Regions from separate parts of the Mus musculus genome. Here regions 2, 3, 4, 5, 6 and 7 are each linked to region 1. The links are chromatin contacts, called in public HiChIP or PLAC-seq, Micro-C and promoter capture Hi-C maps. All regions are on one chromosome and are shown on one strand. The core of a region is the stretch at or near the end of the contact, and the rest is flanking DNA. Distances in the headings are between cores, read along the strand shown. Region 1 holds the start of Ndufa10 (NADH:ubiquinone oxidoreductase subunit A10). Region 2 holds the start of Traf3ip1 (TRAF3 interacting protein 1). Region 3 overlaps Traf3ip1 (TRAF3 interacting protein 1). Region 4 has its middle 27 kb from the start of Asb1. Region 5 has its middle 10 kb from the start of Gm28380. Region 6 overlaps Gm28380 (a long non-coding RNA gene). Region 7 holds the start of Sned1 (sushi, nidogen and EGF-like domains 1).

Region 1 (2,880 bases), core at 200-2,699:
AGGCCATAAAGACACAGTGAGTCTTCCCCCACCCCTGCTGTTTTTGGGGGCTGGATTTGAGACAAGAGTCTTGCTATGTAGCCCTGGCTGGTCTGGAACTCCCTGTATACCAGGCTGTCCGAGAATTCATAGATCTGCCTGTCTCATGTTGGGATTAAAGGTGTGCACCACAACATCTGGCTTAAGAAATATTGTCTAGATTGTGTACGTGTGTGTGTGTGTGTGTGTGTGTGTGTGTTAAAAGAGAAACAAGTACTCTTAACAGCTGTGCAGCCCCACAAATAAATTCTAAGTGTAACTGTCAAAGTCTATGTAAAAAAAGAAAGCACTGTGTCAGGTAATATGTGTGACTGATTACACGAGTCTAGCATAGGCAAAATGACAAAAATCATCAAAAGCACAGTGGCTGTCAGGAGTTGACAGGGTGGGAAATAAATGAATATTAAGGACAATAGATTTTTTTTTTTTTAGGGCTGTGAACTACTCTGTGTGTATTGTAAAGTCCAAAATATAATATTGCTCATTGTGCAAAACAATAAAACTTCACAGCATAAAGAATGAACTCAATGCATGAAAAGCTTAGGGTGGAACGGGGTGTGACTGAACTTCCGACATGTGAATATATGAAACGACTTCACTGAAGAGGGTGATGTGAAGATACAGGGGAAGGAGTGTGGTCTCTGAGGGTCAAGGTCAAGAGTGGATTGTGAATATGCTCTGTGCTCTTGCTGCTGTGCTCCACTGCGATCCTAATAGGCTTAAGCTGACAGTGCTAATTCATAGTGGGGCTTAGGCTGACAGTGCCGATCCAGGCTCACATTCACACACACCTCGTCTCTCTCTGGTTCACATCTATACCTCTTTCACACACAGATCACTCCTGTTCAAAATAAAAATCCTTAGCATGACTGTCAACCCCTTTCCGATTTACCACCTATGTAGTTCTAGCTACTATAAAGCAAAGAAGTTATGATGCCGTCATAAGACGTGTCCTGTTTCCAGCCACGGTCCCCTAAGCACCTACTGTCACCCATTATTCTGCATGCACCCTAAAAGGTCCTAATCCTCCCCAATCTACCCCAAATCTCTGTTGCTGCTCCACATCACGTCACCCCAGAGTCTACAAGGCGTTCCACAAAGCAGTTTCTGAACCGATGAGCATGCGGGCCCAGGCTCCGGAGCTCCGGCATCTCGGCTCTCCGTATGCAGCCGGGAAAGTGAGTCCCGCTGCACCGGTGCTGTGAGCGGAGGCCTCAGGAGCTCGCGGCTCACGGGTCTGACAGACGCCGCCGGAGCGTCAGGGCTCGGAGCCGACAGGCCGAGATCCAAGCAAGGAGAGCCACCCGCCGCTCACCACGCGCTGGGCTCCGGCCGCGAGGCCGCGCGCGGGAGCCGACGCCGGGACGAGTCTCAGCAACCTCAAGGCCATGACTTCGCCGTCTGCGCCGGCTCAAGGACCAGAGGGACATGAACGCGACGGGGTCCTAGCTCGTCCGCGGCGCGCTGCCATGACGTCACCACTGAGTGTTCGCGGCGCCTGTCGAAAAAAGAAAATATTCCGGAACTGGGACGGGGCGGGGCCAGAGGGAAGGGGCGGAGCTTAGGCTTGTCGACGCTCTAGTTGCTTGAGCTTAGATTGTTTGGGCGAGGAGCGCGCCTAGATCCTAGACAAGTTATAGTATGAAAGTGGCAAAGGGCTAGAAGTCCTGCCTGGGCCTTGAGGCTCCCAGCTTTGAGCTCGGGTTCTCGCAGATGCTTGAGTTGTGTGACAAAAGTGTGACCCCCCACTCCCAGGTGTTCTGTGGGGTGAATCCTCTCGCTCCCCAGAATCTGTGCTGTCTCCCTGCTCCACGCCCAAACGTAGACCCACTTTCTGTTTGAGTTCTGTAGGGAGGATCCGCTCCCCGCCCTTCTGGTCGCTGAGGAGAGAGTCCATTCCCCATCTGAGTTCTAGGGGCGTCACATTCTCCCTGCCTAGGTTTCTGAGAGAAGGACCTGTCATCAGCTTGAGCCCTGTGGGGGCAACCAATTCACGACCTAGCAGTTCTGAGCTTTTGTAGTGCTAAGAGCTGAGGTGGCCACAGACCTGGCACCACCATATATCTCCAGTGCAGATCACCCTGCCTCATTTCCACAGCTGCCGACTTTATAGTCACCTCCTGGAAAGCTCTTCAGCTCCAAGAGCCTCTGAGGTGGAAGAGTGCAGTGCGCAGAAGCCAGGAAAGTGCTGATAGGGAGAGGATCCCCAAGACAATGAGGAGTTCTGGGTTGGGTTTGGACCACTTTCCATGTAGTTAACACAAAACCTCCCCCGCATTTCTGGATTTCTAGAAAGTCCTGTATCCTTACAGTACATTGAATACGGGAAGGGGAAACCTCTCCTCATTTCTTTTGAATCCTGATCATTATCTCATTTCCCTACTCCCCTCCAGTGTAATTCAAAAATCACTCAACCCCAAAAGAGAAATTTCCCAAGCACGTATGTTTTACTGAAGAATTTTACTTTATACATAAATATATGATACTAAATATGTACAGTCTCCTCCAGAAAACAGAAGCGATAATGCTTACTATCGCATGTTATGCTGCCATAACTGTCAAAGACAGTACAAAAATGTAAGACCTCCATATATCAGTATCTCAGCAAATTGAATCCAGCAACACATGAAATGAGTGGTGCACCACAAGCAATGGGATGTCATCCTAAAATCAACTGATATAAAAAACAAACTAACCAAAATAATTATGTGTGATCAGATTGCTTGGTTCAGGGAAAGCATTTGACAAAATTCAATATTCATTTAAAATAAAAGAACACATATGCTCCAACAAAGGCTACAGGGTGGCTGCTTCATCTTCATAAAGTATGCCCACAAAATC
Region 2 (2,880 bases), core at 145-2,644, 980 kb before region 1:
ACCAGAATGTTGTCCACTGAAGAATGTCTTTCTTCAGTATGGGGGTGGGTAGGCTGAACCAAAGGCAGGGGTGAGACTCTGGAAGATAGAACTATACTCTTCAAAGTTACCTCCCCTAGGTCAGTCCCCAGAGGGTTGGTTGACAATACTTGCTGTCCTGGATCTTCTAAAAAACTTTGATACCCAGATAGACTGAAGATCTTCTGGTTGGTTAGCCCTCCTAAAGGCAGCCAAAACTGTACTCTGGCCTTCGTGTGTGTGTGTGTGTGTGTGTGTGTGTGTGTGTGTGTGTGTGTGTGTTCTTGGATCCACTTACTGTTCTGCCCTCCTCCACAAGCTGTGAGAGGATAAAGCATCATCTTCGCTTTGTTGTATGGCATAGGCTCCAGGTCCTCAGTAGAATTCCCAAGGTCAGAGGTATCTTCCAAGTAAAACCCTGAGTTCCTACCACCTGGTCCAGCATCACAAACAAGCCAGTTGCTGGCTCCAGCTTTCATTCCACACCTACATCACGATTCTGCTCAGAGTGAACTTTCTAGGGTAGGAGCTAGGTGGGTATGTTCTTAGGGGCGGTGTTTAGAGACAGGACTTCTGCTCTCTGAATTCTGCTCTCTGAACTCCCCCAGAGACCAACTCCAGCTGGGGCTCAGAGTGAGAGGGCTCTTAAAGAAGATTCTGGCTCTCGGGGTGTAGCCATGGTAGAGAGATCAGGGGCAATGTTCTAGTTGGGGTTCTGCCAGTTTGGGCAGAGGAGCTCCAGACCTCAGGCACAGCAGCAACACCTGATCCAGTAGAAGCATCTCCTGCATAGCCTCGGGTGGTGGTGAGGGTGAGGTGGGAAGTAAGTGTGTGTGTGTGTGTGTGTGTGTGTGTGTGTGTAGCAGAAAGCTGCAGCATCCTAGCCTAAGGGCCTAGCTCCTTCACAGTTTTGTGCCCGCTCTGGTGAACCAAGAGCACAGAAAATGTGGAAGGACACAACCCTTCCCCTTGGCACCATCTTAAAGATTACCTAAGGCAGGGGATGCTGGGCAGGGAACAGGAATGAAGGGATGAAAGGAGTCAAGTCCTTTTCCAAGTTTATGTGAAGTGTTATTTTCCTGGTGGGTGTTACTGTAAATGCTCTCCTTAGAAATATCAAATGGTCGCTCTTTTCTCACTCAGAATGCCAGGTCTCTGGGCAGTGCTGTGCAGCGCCCTATGGTGCGCCGGGTTGGCGGAGCAGGCTCAGGTTCAAGCAGCCACAGAGGCGGAGCGCGTGTGTCCTCCAGAGCAGCTAGAGAGGCCGGAGGGGATGGGCGGGGCCGGGCGCGCGTCCGTTGCCAAGGCCGCGCGGCCCTAGAGACCGGGTGCTGGTGGCACGCGCAAGCGCGGTGGCGAGCTGCGGTGCACTGTGGGATGGGAGACCGGCGCGCCGGGACGGCGGGCATCTCGGGGCACCGGGCAGAGGCGCGGCGCGCGAGGAGGGGCGCGAGCGGTCGCGGGCGGCAGCGCCATGAACGCCGCAGTGGTGCGGCGGACGCAGGAGGCTCTGGGCAAGGTGATCCGGAGGCCGCCGCTCACCGAGAAGCTGCTCAACAAGCCACCGTTCCGCTACCTGCACGACATCATCACCGAGGTAGGCGCGGGCTGGTGCGCGTCAGGTTGAGGTGGGGTGAGGGTAGGGGTAGAGTGCGGAACGGGTTAAGGGTCCGGGTAGTGGCGGGACGGGTTGAGGGTTGGGGTAACGGTGTTGAAGGTTATGGTTAAGTGCGGGACCGAGCGAGTGTCGGAGTGAGGGTCCGGGTAGGGTGAGAGTCGAGGTAGGATGCGCGTCTGAGTAGGATTCGTTTCGGGGTGAGAGTCAGAATTAGGGCCGGATCAAGGCGAGTGACCAGGTAGCGTGAGGATCGCGTTGAGGGACCGGGTAGTGTGAGGGGCGTTGTAGGATGCCAATCAGGGTTTGGGTCGAAATGAGGATTAGTCTCAGATGAAGGTGAGGATCAGGGTCAATGGTAAGGTCTGTGTGGCTCCGAGTGCTGATTGGATTGAGAGTGCGTTGAGGGGTGGAGGTGCAGGTCCAGGTCCAGGTGAGGGTCAGGGTTAGGTTCCAGTTGGAGTCAGGGTAGAGTAGCGGGTGCTGGTCTAGTGGTTTGGGTGGAGATAGAAGGCCCGGGTCAGAGTCTAGGTCTGTGGGTTAGGGTGCTGGAGCCAGAAGGTGAGGCTGAGAGGAGGTAGAGGCCCGGGCTGACATCGGTTTATTGAGTGTGAGCCTCGGGACAGGGTCTAGGCTCAGGGTCAAGTTGCTGTTAGGAGCTGGAGGTATGTTGGGGCTCTGGAATTGGGCTGTGCTTATACTTGAGGCCTGGGTAGGGTGCAGGTCCTTGTCTGGGACCTTCTGAGCATTCAGTGGTGCCTTCCATGTTAGGTTCCCAGGCCCACTAGGTCTTGGGACCTGCCTTACTTTACTTCTCCCAACCTGCAGCACTTACCATTATGTCTCTTTAGAGCTTGTCTTCTATTTGTTAGTGAGTCTCCAGGAAGCTGCATTGGATGAGGTACATAACATTGTACAACAGTTACAATTGTGTGGAGTCTGTCTGGGCTCTTGGTAACCCCAAGAGTGTCACTGCAGGGGGTACACAGAATGGGCATGGTACTCCAGAAGGTGCTGTGGAACTTGGGGTATGGTTGGGACTTAGAAGTCCAGAGCTCAAGGTCTCTCCCAGTGTTGACCCTCAGACTTTCTCGTCTCAGTAGGTTGAGCACTGTAGTCTACCCTTCTCGTTACTCATTTGGCCCTCCTACCTTAGCTTGTAATAGGTACTGTCTCGGAACATGGCCCTGTCTGTTAATCTTACATGTGTCCAGAAATGCTCAGGAATCCACCCACATCCCAAGGTG
Region 3 (2,880 bases), core at 272-2,771, 960 kb before region 1:
GGCCAACCTTGGCTGCATGTTGTATTTAGGAGCAACTTGGGCTACATCAAACAAACTATGTCTTATAAACAAGACAGAATAATGCCCCCCAAACACTCCCTACCCCCCCCAAAAAAAAACAAAAGTAGACAAAACTCAACAGAACAAACCCAGTAGAGCTTGAGTAGGGTAAAATTGTGTGAAATGTCTGAGCTCAGAGGTGCAGCTCAGAGGTAGGGTGCTGGGCTCCCCAAATCAATAAATTGATAAAGGCAGACAGACAGACAGAACAGACAGTGTGGTGGCTTCCCATGGACAGACAGTAGTGTTTGTACTTCCCAGGAGGCCGCTGGCCTTTGTAGAGCAGAAATGCTGGCACTTACAGGGCCAGTGCGACCGACAGCGTGGACTTGGCATAGCTCATGTTCCAGCACAGCCTGCAGGGGTCCTCGTGCAGCGGCTGCGCGTAGCTGCCGAGCCTGCTTCTCTTAGGTCTGAGAGTTTCACGTCCATTCTTCAGCTGTGCTTTATAAAACATTTACGGCACCTTCTTACTTCATTAGGCTGTTAGGCCAGTATTTTTATAAATTGAAGGAAAGTTTCCTGGTAAAGGCACACACCACTAGGTTATGTAGCCCTTCCCAACTGGAGTGGCCATTTAACCCTGGCAGGCTGTGGTGGGGATTTAACCCTGGCAGGCTGTGGTGGGATTTAACCCTGGCAGGCTGTGGTGGGATTTAACCCTGGCAGGCTGTGGTGGGGATTTAACCCTGGCAGGCTGTGGTGGGACTGCTTCTTTGAATGGTGGGTTTCGGGAAGCAGGCTGTTTAGTTCCCTGGGCCCTTGAGTGACGAGTCACTTTCAGAGTTGAGCCCACTGCCATATGTAGCCTGCCCTGTGAATACCTCTTTTTCCCCTTTGCTTTTAATATTGGAAGTATTTTATTTTCCACCTATTATGAACTTTTTTCCATTTTTGACACTTGAGCATTAGTAATCAGCAGAAAATGTTTAAGACTCTTTAATGTGTCAAGACATGTGTACCACGTCAAAAGTATTTTCCTTTTTCTCTTTCCCTCCTGATGTGCCAGGTGGGTGAAGCTTAGCTTTCAGGCCTGGCTGGTGGGAGCTGGTATAACTGGTTCTGGGGATGTGGGGCCAGACTGTTTGGCTGGGGAGTTACCAGTCTCAGCTGGCCTGAGGTCCTGGCCAGGTTCTTGGAGCTCTCCTCCTGCAGCAATCCCAGAGCCACACATTCTTAGAAGCTACCCTTGTCGTCATCCTTGGCGTGTAGCAGTGTGGGAGAACTCAGACGTGTAAGTGCTAGGCAGCCCTTTAGTCGCAAGCCCTTCAGGGCGCAGTCTCGTGCCCAGCTTTGAACTCTTTATGTCAGGATCAGAGAAGCCAATACTAACTGAACGAGTATTTCAGATGATAACTCAGCTAGTCTGTGGCGGGAGAGCGCTGAGCCAGAGCCAGCAGTAAAGCAGAAAGGTAAGAATGACCCCTTCACACCTCTTGGTGGGAGGAGACTGAGCAGCCTAGAGGAAGCCAGCTGCCAGGCACCAATGTCCTCTCAGGGTGCAGCCAGGGCTGAGCTTACGCTTGATGTGGCAAGGGACTCACTCCTGTCTTTCCCATAAAGACCATTCCTTGGTAGCACAGGCAAGACACTCTTGGGCCCTAATGTGAAGTGGTGGCATTTGTGACCTTAGGGGTGTCACAGATGATCTCTAAAACAGGTTCTAAGGCCACTGCTCAGAGCCCTGCAGGGCACTCCTGCTCAGAGGACTTTAGACAGCCAAAAATGTGGCTGCCGCGTGATGGTCTGTGGTGGCTCCAGTCTGGATGGACGTTTTCTTCAGCTACTTTTACCTTACAAAGGACTATGGTCGAACACCCTCAGGTGATCCCAGAGCCTGGGAGCCTCCCGCAGGCTGGCCTTGTGCTACTGAGTGCAGCCAGGTGAAGGATGATGTTTGTCAACTAGTTTAAATACAGAGTGTTTGCGAGTTACTATGTCAGGACCAAGGCCATGAATGCATGGGAAAGAAGGGTGGCGGGGGCTGCCTGCTCTGGAGGTGGTACAGGAGCTGAGGTGAAGCTGCAGACACAGAGAGAAATCATTAGACAGGAGATGCTGGAGGAGAGGGGTAGGGGACTGAGGGTGACCTGGGAAACAGGAGAGCCTACCATCCTTCCTCACAGGAAGGTGTCCCCAATGAAGCTCACGGCCAGGAAGAGTTGCGTTGGCTGGCATGTTGTAGTAGAAGCATGAGAAGCAAACTGTGGGCAGGGGAGAGTAGAGGGCCCAGCCAGGTCCTTGGAGACTTCATGCAGTCATAGTCAGGAGGTCTCAGTGCTTTGGTGCAGAGCACTGGGAAAGGTGACGTTTATGGTAATGGTGACATAGATCAGGTTAGATTTCAAAAGCTCTGTGTTCACTAAGGCTTGAAGATCAGAGCAGAGGTGAGCAGAGCCTAGCCCAGCCTGCAGGAAACAGCAGGTCTATGGGCAGGCAAGGACCTAAGGATGCTCTTGTGCCCTCTTCCTAGATTGAGTGGAATCCCTCATGCCGTTGCCTAGAGCACTGTTCTGGATTCCTACTGCTGTCTCTGGTCCCCTGCAGTTTCATACTGACTTAGTGTCTAGTCCCTGACCAATTACCCTGCTCTGTGTTGAAACATTGGGGTTTCCTGGGGCCTGCAGAGAAAAGATCCTAGCTCATTTTTTCTTTTGTTTGGCCTCAAGAACTCCTGCCTCCCGCAGATTACTCTGTCTAGGAGCTCTGCTGCAGTGCTCATGAGAAGATGTCCTGTGTACTCATGTGGCACATGCAGGGCTGCTCTCCTATGGAGACATGTGAACGTGTGCTGCTCTCTCCAGCAAGGTGCTCCTCCCC
Region 4 (2,880 bases), core at 150-2,649, 910 kb before region 1:
CTCTCTGTGGGAAATCTAACCTACAAATAAGGATGGGGACTATTTTGAAAAGCAGAGTGATTGGATGCTGTTGGTTTTCTTAATGAAACTGAATGAGCCTTTTCTAAATTAGCTTCGAACAACCTAATGAGACCCAGCAGTTTCCCAGCTGCTCACTGTCTTGCCAATGGGAACCTTGAGATGTGTTTCAAGTGTGAAAAACAGGAAGGTTAGCAAAAGACTCCCCTAAAGCCTGGGTTATTGTACTGACTGTTTTTAAAAATGCCTTAGTTTATGTGTGTGAGTGTATGTGTGTGGACACCATACATGTGCCCAGAGTTCCATGGAGGTCAGAAGAGGGCATTGGATGGCCTGAAACTAGTGTTACAAGTGGTGGTAAGCCATTTTGTGGGTTCTGGGAACCAAACCTGAGTCTTCTGCAAGAGTGGTAAGTGCTGTTGACTGTTGAGCCATCTGGTCAACCCTCTTTGGTTATTTTTTATTCGTTCCACCATTTTCTTCCTGGGAGGTTTTTATTTCCCTTTAATTTCCCCCCTTTCTCAAAAGAAGTGTGTGTGTTGAGTATACCTGTTAGTGTCACATGTATACAAGTGTGCATGTATATGTGGAGTCCAGAGGTCAACATCGGGTGTATTCCCCCCCCTCCTTCCCTCTCCCTTTATTTTATTTTTTGGATTGTGTATTTATTTTATGTACATGTGTATTTTTGTCTGCATGTATGTGTTTTACCACACACATGTCTGGTACCCAAGGAGGCTAGAAGAGTGTATAGGCTCTCCTGAGACTTGAATTACTGATGGTTGTGAGCTACCGTATTGGCTCTAGGAATTGAACCCATGTCCTCTGGGAGCAGCCAGGGCTCCTAACTTGTGAGCCATCTCCACAACTCTTCTCCCACTAATTTTTTGAGACTGAACTTGAAGCTCATCAGATCAGCTATATGATTGTCCAAAGGATGTCAGTGACCCTCCTGTCTCTATCTTCCCCGTGCTAGTGTTACCGGGGCATATTATCACCACTGGCTGTTAGTGGGTACGTGGGATCTGAACTCAGGTCTTTATGCTTTTGTGGATGGCACTTTACTTCCTCCAATAACAGACTGTGACCTGGAATTGTTACCCAAATAACCGAGTTTGTCCTGTTGCTTCTGGTCAGAGGTGTGTGTGTGTCCCCACACTCCACCCCTGTAGCAACAGAAATGAAACTAGGACAATAAGCTTGTGTTCTGAAGAGACACCACGACCACGGCAACTCTTACAAAGAAAAAAACAATTTAATTGGGGCTGGTTTACATTTCAGAGGTTTAGTTCATTATCCTAACGGCAGGAAGCACTGCAGTGTGCAGGCAGATATGGTGTTGGAGAAGATTAGAGTTCTACATCTTGAACCCCAGGCAGCAGAAGCCACAGTCTACCACACTGGGTGTAGCTTGAACATATATGACCTCAAAGCCCACATCCCATGGTGACACACTTCCTCCAGCAAGGCCACACCTCCTAATAGCGCCACTCCCCATGAGCAACAATAGCCCCACTATGGGCCAAGCATTCAAGCACATGTGTCTGTGGGACCCTGCCCATTCAAACCACCACAGCCCCCTTGTTTTGGTCCATCTTGGACAACTTCCTTTGAGTGCCTGTTCAGTCTCTTCCCCACTCTTTTGTCTCCCCAGAACTCAGATGAACTGAAAGGTGGCGTCCTGGTTCCGAGCTCACAGGTCTGAGCTCTGCTTGTTTTCCTGCCTTTCTGTTTCCCTCTCTTGTTCACAGTGGTTTATGTGTGTGTTCTCTTCCCCCATTCACGTTCTTTCCTCTGCTCTCTGTTCTTGGCGGAGCCTTTCTAGTCAGTTTGCCTCTTTAATTTGGTGTGGCATTTCTCAGTTGCAATGTTTCCATTTGTTTCTTTTTCTCTTGTTCTAAATCTTTGCCGAGACTTCCTACTCATAAGTGCCCAGAGTCTTTCTAGTTCCTTGCTGAAGCACCTTGATGAGGGCTGCCCTAGGACTATATTGACCCACTTCTAACTCAAGCCAAGATGCCTCTGTTTCTTGCTGTGATGGTGCTTTTTCAACTGTCTTTAGGTATCCTGATCTTGTTCTAGTTTAGCAGGCTCCTTCTGCTGCCTCACCACCTGAAAGGGGAATGTTGGATAAAGAAACATGCCTCATCACCCTGCCTGTAGGGCTGGCAAGACTTCTTCTCTGTTGTTACCCTGGCTCTACACTTGTTGGGCTACTTTTCTTTTTCTTGCTTAGAGGGAGCCCTGTGCCCAGTGATGCCCTCTCAGCGATACTCAGAGGACCATGGATTTCAAGTGTTGTCTGTTAATCTCCATAATAGCATTCACTGAATGTGGATTGTGGTCTATATGCAGGTGAGGGCAGGCACAAGATAAGGCCTGTGAGTGAGTATTGGATAAAAAAGGCGGGCTGAGAGTTTTAGAGATGGGAGAGATAGGGAGACATGAGGAAGAAGGAAGATGGAGGAAGAGAAAGATGATCCAGATTCCACGTGGCTTTAAATAGCTGCCAGTAGCTATGAATATTTTATAAGGGATAGATAATTACAGGACAATGTGTTCAATCTAGATGGGCAGTTTATATCAATATCCATTGGCTCTGAGTTCATTGTGTAGGAGTTTTGTGGAGTGAGAATTTACTGATAAGAAATCTGACTGATGAATTACAAGCCTCTAGAATTTTGATTTGACCGGGTTGCGAGGATTTGTGACAGCTAACCACAGCAGGTGGATGGCTGGGAATGTGAACAGGATCCTCCACAAGAGAATGAACAGCCGCTGAATGGGGACCATGGAGACCCTGGTGGCGGGAAACCGAGTTACTAGAAATTAGCCAGTGTTAGCGTGGGGGCCTTATTTTTT
Region 5 (2,880 bases), core at 97-2,596, 870 kb before region 1:
CTGTTACCACATTCAGCACTGAATGAGGCTAAGAAAACACGTGGTGTCTGCTGGCCAGAGACAGAGTTGGAACTTGACACAGACCTCCCCAGCCTAGGACTCCATCTCCTTCATCTGGAGTGTTAGCATCTTCCTGTAGACCAAAGACACCTGGGAAAGCGTGACTGTAGCCCCCTGCACTCGGGCTTGGGACCTGAACCATGTGGGGCGAGGAATAACACAGAGGTCAGAGAGTGTTCTGCAGGAAGCTCTGTGCCTTGTGTCCTCTCCTCCCTTAGTGATTTCCCAGGATCCTCTTCTGGCTTTTGTGTCTCTTTTTACTTTTTCCCCAGCTCTGAAATACAGATGCTTCCCTGAACTCTTAGTCCCCAGACTGCTCCACAGGTGCTGTGGTTCTAAGCCTCAGCCTCCAGCTTGACGGAGCATCCTGATGGCCCAACGCTGCAGTTTTGTCTCCGCCTTCTCAGAGCTCCCCTCTTGCAGTCACACTATCCTTCCCCTCCCTGATGCCACCCCCTACCTTGGAACCTTGTTCTGGAGGGACTCTCTGGCCATCACCTGAGCATTGAACCCCAGGTCCTCTGCAGCTTCAGGGCTGTCCTCATGCCCCATGCCCTCTGCATTAGCACCTGGCACTCAGTGTGATTGGTTTCTTACCCTTTGTGTTGCCCCTGTGCTCTGCTCATGACCCTATAGGGCTTCTGCCGTCTTAAGATGGTATCTGATCTCTGCCACTGGTCTCTCCATTACTCTTGGGTTTTTCATATCTTTCCCGCTGGAGTTTACAGTCTGATTCAACACCCAGACTGTGTCCTTGGCTTGGAATGACTTTCCCTTTCCTTCACGGAGAAACTCCACTCCTTCATTCTGGCCCAGGAAGGGCATCAGTCTGCAAGGTATTTGCCCAATTCTCTCTGGGGTGCCACATTCCTGCTTGCCCTTCCCTCTGTTTCTCTGATGGCTGGGACCCTCCTCTTTGCCTCTCCCCCAGGGTCTCTGTGACAGTCTGTAACAACACTAGTGATAGGGCTTTAACAACACTAGTGATGTCCCTTCCTTTTGGTGCTCCGAAGGATGCTCAGGGCACTTGCTGGGTGTAGCAGAGCTGGGATCATCATCATTCAACAAGCATGTGTTGTGAGCCTCTGTCTCCAGCCAAGTGTGCAAGCCCAAAGCCTGCAGGCAAATGGCAGGAGGGTGGTGGGCTAACACACTGCTGGGGACTCTGCACCTTGGGCTTGAGTGAGTGAAGCTTGGCCAAGGGCCTGCAACCCCAGCTGCTCAGGGCAGGGCACACAGGCTGCTCTGCTGCTGCACTGAGGTGTCATGGACACCAGAGGGCTTGGCAAGAGTCAAGTCTCAGCCTGTTGGCAGCAACCACTGTTGAGAGGAGCACGCGGCTCTCTCTGTGTGAGCCCAGGTCTGTGGGGACAGGAGAGGGAGCTGCTGAGCAGCTCCCGGGGTGCCTGCTTTCTCTCATCAAAGGCTCAGCTGGGTAGCAAGGGCACAGGGACTAAGATGGAGGCTGGCTGGGTGAAGCCAGCATCAGTATTAGGCAACAGCCCCAGATCCCTTTGTTTCTATGCTCCTTCCAAAGTGGCAAAAGATCAAGGCCCCAAGCTTGAAATAACAAAAGGGAAATCGCTTGCAGACTGTGCATCTGGAGGCCAGAAGGACTGCGAGAGCTGTGCACAGAGGGATGGGGGAGGGGCAGGGTCTGGACCTGATTCATAAACTTTCCTGAGCTCCCATGGCCTGGCAGTATGGGCCGAGGTTGGCCCGGTATAGCTCCTTCCACTCGCAGTGGGGCACGGTTGCAACACCTTGCCCCTGGGCTTTGGGATCCTGTTGTTGGCTGGGTCTGTGTGCAGTGTCATTGTCAACCTCCCCAGGTCCCAAATGCTTGATTTGGGTCACATCCTGGGGCTGAGGTTAATGAAGATCTACTGCAGATCTCTGCAGCCTAGCTGGTGACATGTATAGACACCTGTCCATGATTACCAGGGGCCTGAGGAAAGCCAGTTTATAGAGCCCTGTGGGCTTGCCTTGCTGACAGACAATAGGGCTTCCTCCTGGGGCAAGGGTGTTATACACAGGGCACCACACCTGGGCCCTGAGTCAGAGTGTGGGCCTCATAAGGACTGACTTCAGTGAACTTAGCCCACCTGCTAGTTTGTCCTGGGGTTAGGACTTTCAGAGGACTTTACCCAGCATCAGGGCTGAAGCATTCTCTGCAGAAGTGGGGAGAGCTGGGGTTTCTTGTCTATACGCCATAGTTTGGATCACTCAGAAGTCAGCCAGCATGACTATGGAGGACATCCAGGTGGCAGCTGACACTCACACATTGCTGTCACTGACAAGAGACTTGGCTTCCAGGCCTGGCACACCTGGTTCCATCCCATGCTTGGCCCAGGTGGGTTTTCTGTCCTTGTCAGAAACAGCTGGGGTTGGGAGCTGATGAATGGGTTGTCTGAGGTCACACAGCTGGCCAATAAGAGCTTCGAATCTAAGCCTCCTGACAACCAACTGTGGCACTTTCCAGAATCCTTGTCTCCTGAGACCTCAAGCAGTCCAAGCCCTTTCTCAGAAAGCCATCTTTCTAAAATGCTGTTTGGGTCCCATCACTTTGCACTTTAAAAGCTGGCAGTAGCCCTGGTCTTTAGAGGTTCTTTTGGAGACTGGGTGACAGTCGACCAGGGTTCTGTAGAAGTTCATGGATCAGCCCTCAGTGAGACATGGCAGAGGCAGGCTGTTCATTGGCCATGTGTGTCTTGTCAGCTGTCCGGGGTCCTGGGTGTGTCTCCTTAGGGCTCAGGCACTGGGTGGACCCTGATTGTACGATATTCTAGCCAGACCACCAGTAGGAGGCGCTGCTGTGGG
Region 6 (2,880 bases), core at 177-2,676, 850 kb before region 1:
TAAGCCCAGACTGCTGCTGATGGCTGAGCCAGCTAAGGACGGATGCATTGTGGCTTACTGTCTCCTGCTGCCTTAGACACGCTTAATGAACACTCTTTACCAAACCACTCACATTTGGCAGTGCCATGGAGGTCACACCACCATCTTTCTATCACTGTATTTTGGATCCCCTTGTCCAGTCTTGCAACATCCTGACCTTGCCCAGCACAGCTGTCAGATCTTCCAGCAATATGCTGCCTGGTATCACAGGAGGCCCTGCGCATGTGGCTGGGCCTGGAGCAGGAGCCATTGGTACCTACAGCCCCTCAGGCTGACAAGGGGACTGCTGGTTTCTGTATCAACATCTGCCTTCATTGTCCTTTCAAATGCAGGTCAGGAAAAGGCCTGTACTCCTACCCTCTGAGTTGGTGCCCCCACATAGTTTTAGACAATCTAGATGTTTCTCTCATGGACTATCTCCTTATCTTGGAGGTTCCGGGCCTTACAACTTGGAGAAGGGTATGTGTGACTAGACACCAGCCTCCAAACTGTAGTCCTTCTTGTTTCCTCATACCACCATTGTTTGAGGCTAGTTGCCCAGGGACCCAATAGGTACCCAAAGACCCAGGGTCTCCTGAGCCTGGCTCCCTGAACAGGTAGCCTCCTTCCTGGGGAGGCAACTTCTCCCTCCCTCTGCCAATCTGGCCAAGGCTTCCTCCTTAACATTCCCAAGGCCCCTCCTCTTGGTTCTCTTAAAGTCACACCACACCTTTTCCAAGCCTGGTTGTCTGGGAAGCAACCCAGTTGGGAGTCTTTTTCCCTGATGACTTTCACTGTAGTGCGGCAGAGAAGGCCCTTTCCTGTGAAAAGTCTGTCTTTTATTCAGAAAACCTTCAAGCCAGGGTGAAGTTCGAAAGTTGACAATAACCAAGACTTAGCCAGCAGGATGAGCCTTCGGCAAGGCTTTCCCATCTCATAGCAAAGATGTGCAGTATAGTTTTTCCTGTAATGTGGTCTCTCTCTCTCACCCTCCTCAGTGTCTATGTCCAGCTGTTGAGGAGGCACTATCACCAAGTCTTTGCATGTCTGAGGGGACAGAAGGTGACTGTGGGCCATGCCTGTGCCAGTTAAGAAGATAGAGTGAGCCCACTGGCCTCTCTTCCTGTGTGTGCATCAAAGTAGGGAAGTCCTTGCTATTTGGACACCATAACCATTGTTGATGTCCTTTGTCTATACGCTCTGCCAAAGGTCAGCCTGGGGACGTTTTCTGCATGTTAGTTGAAGATTTTCAATGTTTGAAATACCCAAATGAGGCAGAATATGGAGGAAACATTATCACCATGTTCAGAAGCTAAATTTCTGCAGCCAGTGTCTGTCTACACACACTTATACCACAGAAAGCAGATTGGGGAAGAGCAGGCTGTGTATGAGAGGCAGATCCTGCCCTTCCAGCGTGATAAACACTGTGTGGGATGGGAGACAGGGAAGGGATCTGGCAAAAACCAAGTTACCAGGGTGGTAAACAGGACACAGCTCTACCCAAAGCGTCCATGACAGGGAGTCTTCTAGAAGGGCTAGAAGAAAGGCACTGTGAAAGACTTCATAGGATGCAGAAACCAGTGTAGGACCCCCAGTAGACCCCCATGAGCAGCCTACAGAGTGGTGGGAAGGATGGCTGGATGCCAGAGGGACTACTGTGGAGAACACTGTGCTCAGAATAGCACTCCTGAGGACTCTTGGGAACCCTGGCCTCTCTGTGATAGCGATAGGGTGGGAATCCTGGGACAGCATTTGAGAAATGCTGTATTCCCAGAATGCTTTGGGGCAGACAAAGAGACCCTGAGCTGTGGAGAGGACCAGCTTGAGGCCAAATAAGACCTGATGGACCACTTCAGCAGAAGGGAGTTAGATGTGGAGCCATCAGCCTAGGGCTGAGGTGAGAGGACATGCCACACCTTTGAGGACATCCTTTATGCCCTCGTCCTGGCCAACAGTGGGACTTAGCTCTTTACCTCCAGCGTGCAGGTTCTGGGGATCGAACTCAGATTCTTAGGCTTAGCTGCAAACACCTCTACTTACTGAACCATCACAGCAGCCCTTAGTTTTTTGAGATAGGATGTGACTCCATTCTCCACAAGGCAAACGTTTGTCAGGTTTTTTGTTTTTTGTTTTGTCTGTCACTTGACAAAATAACTGCCTCGTTGCTTTCATCCATGGCCACTTGGCTCTGTTGCCCCGGAGTTCATGTGTGGTAAGGCAATTCAAACATCATAGTGAAAGGCATGATGGGGGAGCTTCTAACCTCACCCCAGACTAGAAGCAAAGGCAGAGAGGAAGTGTCTCAGTGCCTTTCAAAGGCATGCCCAGTCCCACTTCCCCCAACTAGGCCCCACCTCCTACTAATCCCCCATTTAAAAAATAGATTTGTTTTCAAACAGTTTAAGGTTCATGCAGTACTGAAGAGAAGCGCCCAGGAAGTCCATGTACTTCTTGCTCTCCTCCTGCCGACCTCCTCTGGTCTTGTCCCTTTTCTCAGATCATCTTTATGCCACTTGGTGTAGGATTCGAGGTGGTATTGAATTCTCAGACCCAAGGGGAGCTGATTTATTTACACAGTAGTTTCTCAGAGGCTGTCGTCTCTCTTCTCCTCTGAGTGAACCTTAGCCTTCTGTTTGGCTGGCAGGTCTCTTCCTGGAGGGTTGTCAGTACATCAGGTGCAAAGGCAAGGTCGTGGTAGATATTTATTTATTTATTTATTTATTTATTTTTTTTCCATTTTTTATTAGGTATTTAGCTCATTTACATTTCCAATGCTATACCAAAAGTCCCCCTTACCCACCCACCCCCACTCCCCTACCCACCCACTCCCCCCCTTTGGCCCTGGCGTTCCCCTGTACCGGG
Region 7 (2,880 bases), core at 238-2,737, 760 kb after region 1:
CACCTGCCTCCTGAGTGCTGGGATTAAAGTCGTCACCACGCCTGGCACCAGAGGCTGATCTTCTCTAGCCAACTGTACAGCAAAACATTTCACATCTCCAGCCTTGGCTTACCCCTCTGCCAATCAGGATCACTACACAAAGCTGGAGGGGTGGGACAGAGGAAGGCAAGCCATGTACCAGGTGTGGGGTAGACGTGGTCAGTGCAAACAAAAATGGTCTCCTTAAATTTGGTGCCTGGTCCCCGACGCTGAGGGTTGGGCGTATCACAGTGGTGAGTCTGCTAAGAACAGGATCTGTGTAAGCTAGGTACCCCTGACTGACACACGGAGAACTCTCTGCTATACTTGAAAAATAATATGCAATGTCCCTTGTGGAACTGAGACACAGCACATGCTTGTTAGAGAGATTTTGGGAAATCCAGAAAAATGCAAAGCCAGCACAAACCAGAATCTCCGGGGCAGCTGCTGCTACTTCTGTAGCTTTTCTTTTTCTTCCTTGCTTCTCTTTGAGAGGCAGCATCTTGTCTTTGGGGATCCCAGACTTGGCTTATAGTCACATTATCCAACAGTAGGATCTGGGTGCAGACAAGGTGGTGAGAACTGAGGCCCCCAAGAGGCGCCAAGGGGACACAGAAAAAGACCAGGTTGCACCCCTGAGGCAGGACAGCCACTTACAAAGCAATTCTTAAGAAGATCGAGAAAGGTTAAGGAGCCACAGCAACTAACTTGCCCCCAGGGCCTGGGTGACCAGCCTACCCCGCAGGTTTCCCTAACATTGTCCAGCTGTGCTGCATGACTGATCCCATAGGGGAAAGTCCTTACACGAGAGAAAGCTAAGTAAGTCTTCGAGTCTCCCAGACCCAAGGTTCATCCTCAGTGAAACCAGAAAAGGAATAGACCCTAGGACAGGTTTCAGCTGGTTCTGAAAGTTGATGTCCTAACTTAGGGCTGGGGTGTGGCCACGCAAGGTTTGTGTAAGTGTTGTAGGGAGAAGTGGCCCAGACTGGCATTCTGTCAGGAAAAGCCAGATGCTCTGGCCTGACAGGGACCCCAGAGGACACACAGGAAGCCTGTTCAAAATCAGGCCTTAGGGCAACAAGTCAGCTTCAGAACTGCTGGGTTTGCCCACGCTCCTCCTGTGGGCAGGCCTTAAGCTGGTGACAGGAGACTGTAAGTCCTCACCTCAACATAGCCCAAATGCAAGAGAGCAAAAGGGCCTCGGTTTGGAGGTGGAGCCAACCCAGTACTAGTTCGGCTTTAATGAGCCTCGACACAGAAGGGCCTGGGAGCTACGCTCCGCTCCCGCACCCTCCCACTCCGCGGACCAGCAAGTTAAAAATGCCACTATTTGCATGACCCCGCCTCTCCCCGCCCCTCCCGAGTGGCCGGCTGGGCAGGCTATTTAAACCCCGGTCCCCGCGTTAGGCAGGCGGTCCGCAGTCGTGCCTCACGCCTTCCTAAGCTGCGCGGGTCTCCGGAGTGCGACGCGAGCTAGCGGAAGGGAACTGTGCGGCCAGTCGGTCGTGCGGTGACTGCAGCCACCTGCCCGAGCCCCGTGGCCCGCCCTCAGATCCCGGCGATGCGCCTCGGCGCCGCCTGGGCGCTGCTGCTGGCCGCAGCCCTGGGGCTCGGGACGCGCGGGGTGCGCGCTGCCGTGGCCCTCGCCGACTTCTACCCGTTCGGCACGAAGCGCGGCGACACCGTCACCCCGAAGCAGGACGACGGCGGCTCAGGGCTGCAACCACTCTCGGTGCCCTTTCCGTTCTTCGGCGCCGAGCACTCCGGACTCTACGTGAGTAACCCCGAGCTCGAGGGGGCTCCGGGGAGGGCGCCGCTGCCCTCCACCCCAACTCTTGCCGCTGCCGCCGCCAGCAACTTGGCACCGCGGCAGCCAGAGGTGGAATGAGGACAGCGCTTCCTCTCTCCCGCGGCCAAGGCCGGACAGCGACTGGCGGGAGAGGCGTGGGCAGGGCGGGGCGAGCAACCGCCAGGGCACCTAGGCGACAGCCAGGCCAGCGGAACGCGGCGCGCCCCTGCTGCTCAAGGCCCGACCTGTTTGGGACGTTGGCAGAGTTCGACAGGCTTCCGCAGAGCTGCGGGTCCCCCAGTGCCTAGTGGGGAGCCTTCGATCCTGTTCCTTCACAGTGAGCTATGTGGTAGTAGGCACATGGCCTCTGGCCACAGTTACCCTAGTGGGGTATCTGGCTTGTGATGGTCTCAGCCCTCTCTAAGCCATTTCAACCTCACCCACAGTTAACACCCAAGGCCCACAGCCAGAAGGAATTCGGGCATGATTTGCTTAGTTGCAGGAGACCTGCGCTGGGCAGGGCTGGCAGCTAGGGGCAGTGTAGAGGGGCTTACCCCTTCCCCTCCCCATCTTAGTCCCCTGGAGGTTGGCCACCAAGATCAGACCCTCTAAACAGGGCTCCCAAGGGTAATTCCTCACTCCAGCCCCAGACACGAATGCTGGAGAGGTCTCAGTGGATTGCAGAACCTGAGTGCCAGCCTCCATGTTCTCAGGGTCTGACCCTGCGCCAGTCACCTGTGCACAAAGGGATGATCTGTAGTGAAATGAGCCTCCTGAATTACTCAAATCCACTTAGAAACGCCAGAGCCAACGTAGTCTATAGTTAAAGCACCATCTTCTCACACACCCTCTGCCGAATCCAACACCAATCACCATTAGCTCTACCAATGATTTTGCCATTAGTGCCACCACATCCACTATCACCGCCTCCACTGGCACACTCACCTCCGCCATAAGCACTGCTGCCTTCAGCCGCCATACTGTCATCCCTACCATCTTGAACACTGCCTCCATCACCAGCCACGTGGTCTGCATTGCCATCCTCCTGGCCACCACTGTCCACGGGGCCTATT

The links. Promoter capture Hi-C pulls out the DNA fragments that hold promoters and counts their contacts. Hi-C and Micro-C count contacts between places; a contact is called where the count stands out from the background. HiChIP or PLAC-seq counts read pairs in DNA pulled down with a chosen protein or histone mark.
Region 2: a promoter capture Hi-C map of liver shows a contact between it and region 1, with 4 times the contacts expected there. The contact joins the promoter of Traf3ip1 here to the promoter of Ndufa10 in region 1. A contact is called at or near these places in 13 of 39 promoter capture datasets (the 3T3-L1 cell line, the C10 cell line, cranial neural crest and 8 more), 1 of 484 Hi-C or Micro-C datasets (embryonic stem cells), 14 of 115 datasets of contacts at active chromatin or transcription factors (Th17 cells, astrocytes, double positive thymocytes and 10 more) and 3 of 9 other capture datasets (adipose tissue, liver and pancreatic islet).
Region 3: an H3K4me3 HiChIP or PLAC-seq map of embryonic forebrain shows a contact between it and region 1, with 10 times the contacts expected there. The contact joins the enhancer-like site here to the promoter of Ndufa10 in region 1. A contact is called at or near these places in 8 of 39 promoter capture datasets (HPC-7-derived erythroid cells, the SN4741 cell line, cranial neural crest and 5 more), 1 of 484 Hi-C or Micro-C datasets (cortical neurons), 12 of 115 datasets of contacts at active chromatin or transcription factors (the NIH/3T3 cell line, astrocytes, cardiomyocytes and 9 more) and 2 of 9 other capture datasets (adipose tissue and pancreatic islet).
Region 4: a contact with region 1 is called in a promoter capture Hi-C map of the HPC-7 cell line, with 7 times the contacts expected there. The contact joins the enhancer-like site here to the promoter of Ndufa10 in region 1. A contact is called at or near these places in 12 of 39 promoter capture datasets (the 3T3-L1 cell line, 3T3-L1-derived adipocytes, the C10 cell line and 9 more), 3 of 484 Hi-C or Micro-C datasets (the HPC-7 cell line, embryonic fibroblasts and ventricular fibroblasts) and 13 of 115 datasets of contacts at active chromatin or transcription factors (the NIH/3T3 cell line, bone marrow-derived macrophages, embryonic basal ganglia and 8 more).
Region 5: an H3K27ac HiChIP or PLAC-seq map of double positive thymocytes shows a contact between it and region 1, with 3 times the contacts expected there. The contact joins the enhancer-like site here to the promoter of Ndufa10 in region 1. A contact is called at or near these places in 4 of 39 promoter capture datasets (cranial neural crest, embryonic stem cells, frontonasal cranial neural crest and 1 more), 12 of 115 datasets of contacts at active chromatin or transcription factors (the NIH/3T3 cell line, T-cell acute lymphoblastic leukemia, differentiating embryonic stem cells and 7 more) and 1 of 9 other capture datasets (embryonic stem cells).
Region 6: a promoter capture Hi-C map of hippocampal neurons shows a contact between it and region 1, with 4 times the contacts expected there. The contact joins the enhancer-like site here to the promoter of Ndufa10 in region 1. A contact is called at or near these places in 3 of 39 promoter capture datasets (embryonic stem cells, hippocampal neurons and liver), 9 of 115 datasets of contacts at active chromatin or transcription factors (the NIH/3T3 cell line, double positive thymocytes, embryonic forebrain and 5 more) and 1 of 9 other capture datasets (pancreatic islet).
Region 7: a contact with region 1 is called in a Micro-C map of embryonic stem cells, with 4 times the contacts expected there. The contact joins the promoter of Sned1 here to the promoter of Ndufa10 in region 1. A contact is called at or near these places in 2 of 39 promoter capture datasets (both in liver) and 1 of 484 Hi-C or Micro-C datasets (embryonic stem cells).

What each region holds. Positions count from the first base shown.
Region 1 is chr1:92,472,309-92,475,188 of GRCm38.p6, forward strand. It overlaps Ndufa10 (NADH:ubiquinone oxidoreductase subunit A10), which reads right to left and starts at 1,450. Exons shown (of 10, transcript NM_024197.1): 1 at 1,355-1,450. The coding sequence starts at 1,429.
Region 2 is chr1:91,493,274-91,496,153 of GRCm38.p6, forward strand. Traf3ip1 (TRAF3 interacting protein 1) reads left to right here and starts at 1,395. Exons shown (of 15, transcript NM_028718.2): 1 at 1,395-1,615. The coding sequence starts at 1,493.
Region 3 is chr1:91,514,705-91,517,584 of GRCm38.p6, forward strand. The region is part of intron 7 of Traf3ip1 (TRAF3 interacting protein 1); the gene reads left to right. Among named protein-coding and RNA genes, the nearest start is that of Traf3ip1, 21 kb to the left of the region's middle. Within about 2 kb of position 1,522, at least 13 of the 459 cell types and tissues checked have an H3K27ac peak or open chromatin away from gene starts, as enhancers often do.
Region 4 is chr1:91,566,017-91,568,896 of GRCm38.p6, forward strand. No RefSeq gene overlaps it. Among named protein-coding and RNA genes, the nearest start is that of Asb1, 27 kb to the left of the region's middle. Within about 2 kb of position 1,400, at least 5 of the 459 cell types and tissues checked have an H3K27ac peak or open chromatin away from gene starts, as enhancers often do. A contact at or near this core is called in the HPC-7 cell line, where this site is marked.
Region 5 is chr1:91,599,480-91,602,359 of GRCm38.p6, forward strand. No RefSeq gene overlaps it. Among named protein-coding and RNA genes, the nearest start is that of Gm28380, 10 kb to the right of the region's middle. Within about 2 kb of position 1,347, at least 47 of the 459 cell types and tissues checked have an H3K27ac peak or open chromatin away from gene starts, as enhancers often do. A contact at or near this core is called in T-cell acute lymphoblastic leukemia, differentiating embryonic stem cells and double positive thymocytes, where this site is marked.
Region 6 is chr1:91,619,030-91,621,909 of GRCm38.p6, forward strand. The region is part of intron 2 of Gm28380 (a long non-coding RNA gene); the gene reads left to right. Among named protein-coding and RNA genes, the nearest start is that of Gm28380, 9.3 kb to the left of the region's middle. Within about 2 kb of position 1,427, at least 8 of the 459 cell types and tissues checked have an H3K27ac peak or open chromatin away from gene starts, as enhancers often do. A contact at or near this core is called in hippocampal neurons and thymic regulatory T cells, where this site is marked.
Region 7 is chr1:93,234,410-93,237,289 of GRCm38.p6, forward strand. It overlaps Sned1 (sushi, nidogen and EGF-like domains 1), which reads left to right and starts at 1,488. Exons shown (of 31, transcript NM_172463.4): 1 at 1,488-1,792. The coding sequence starts at 1,580.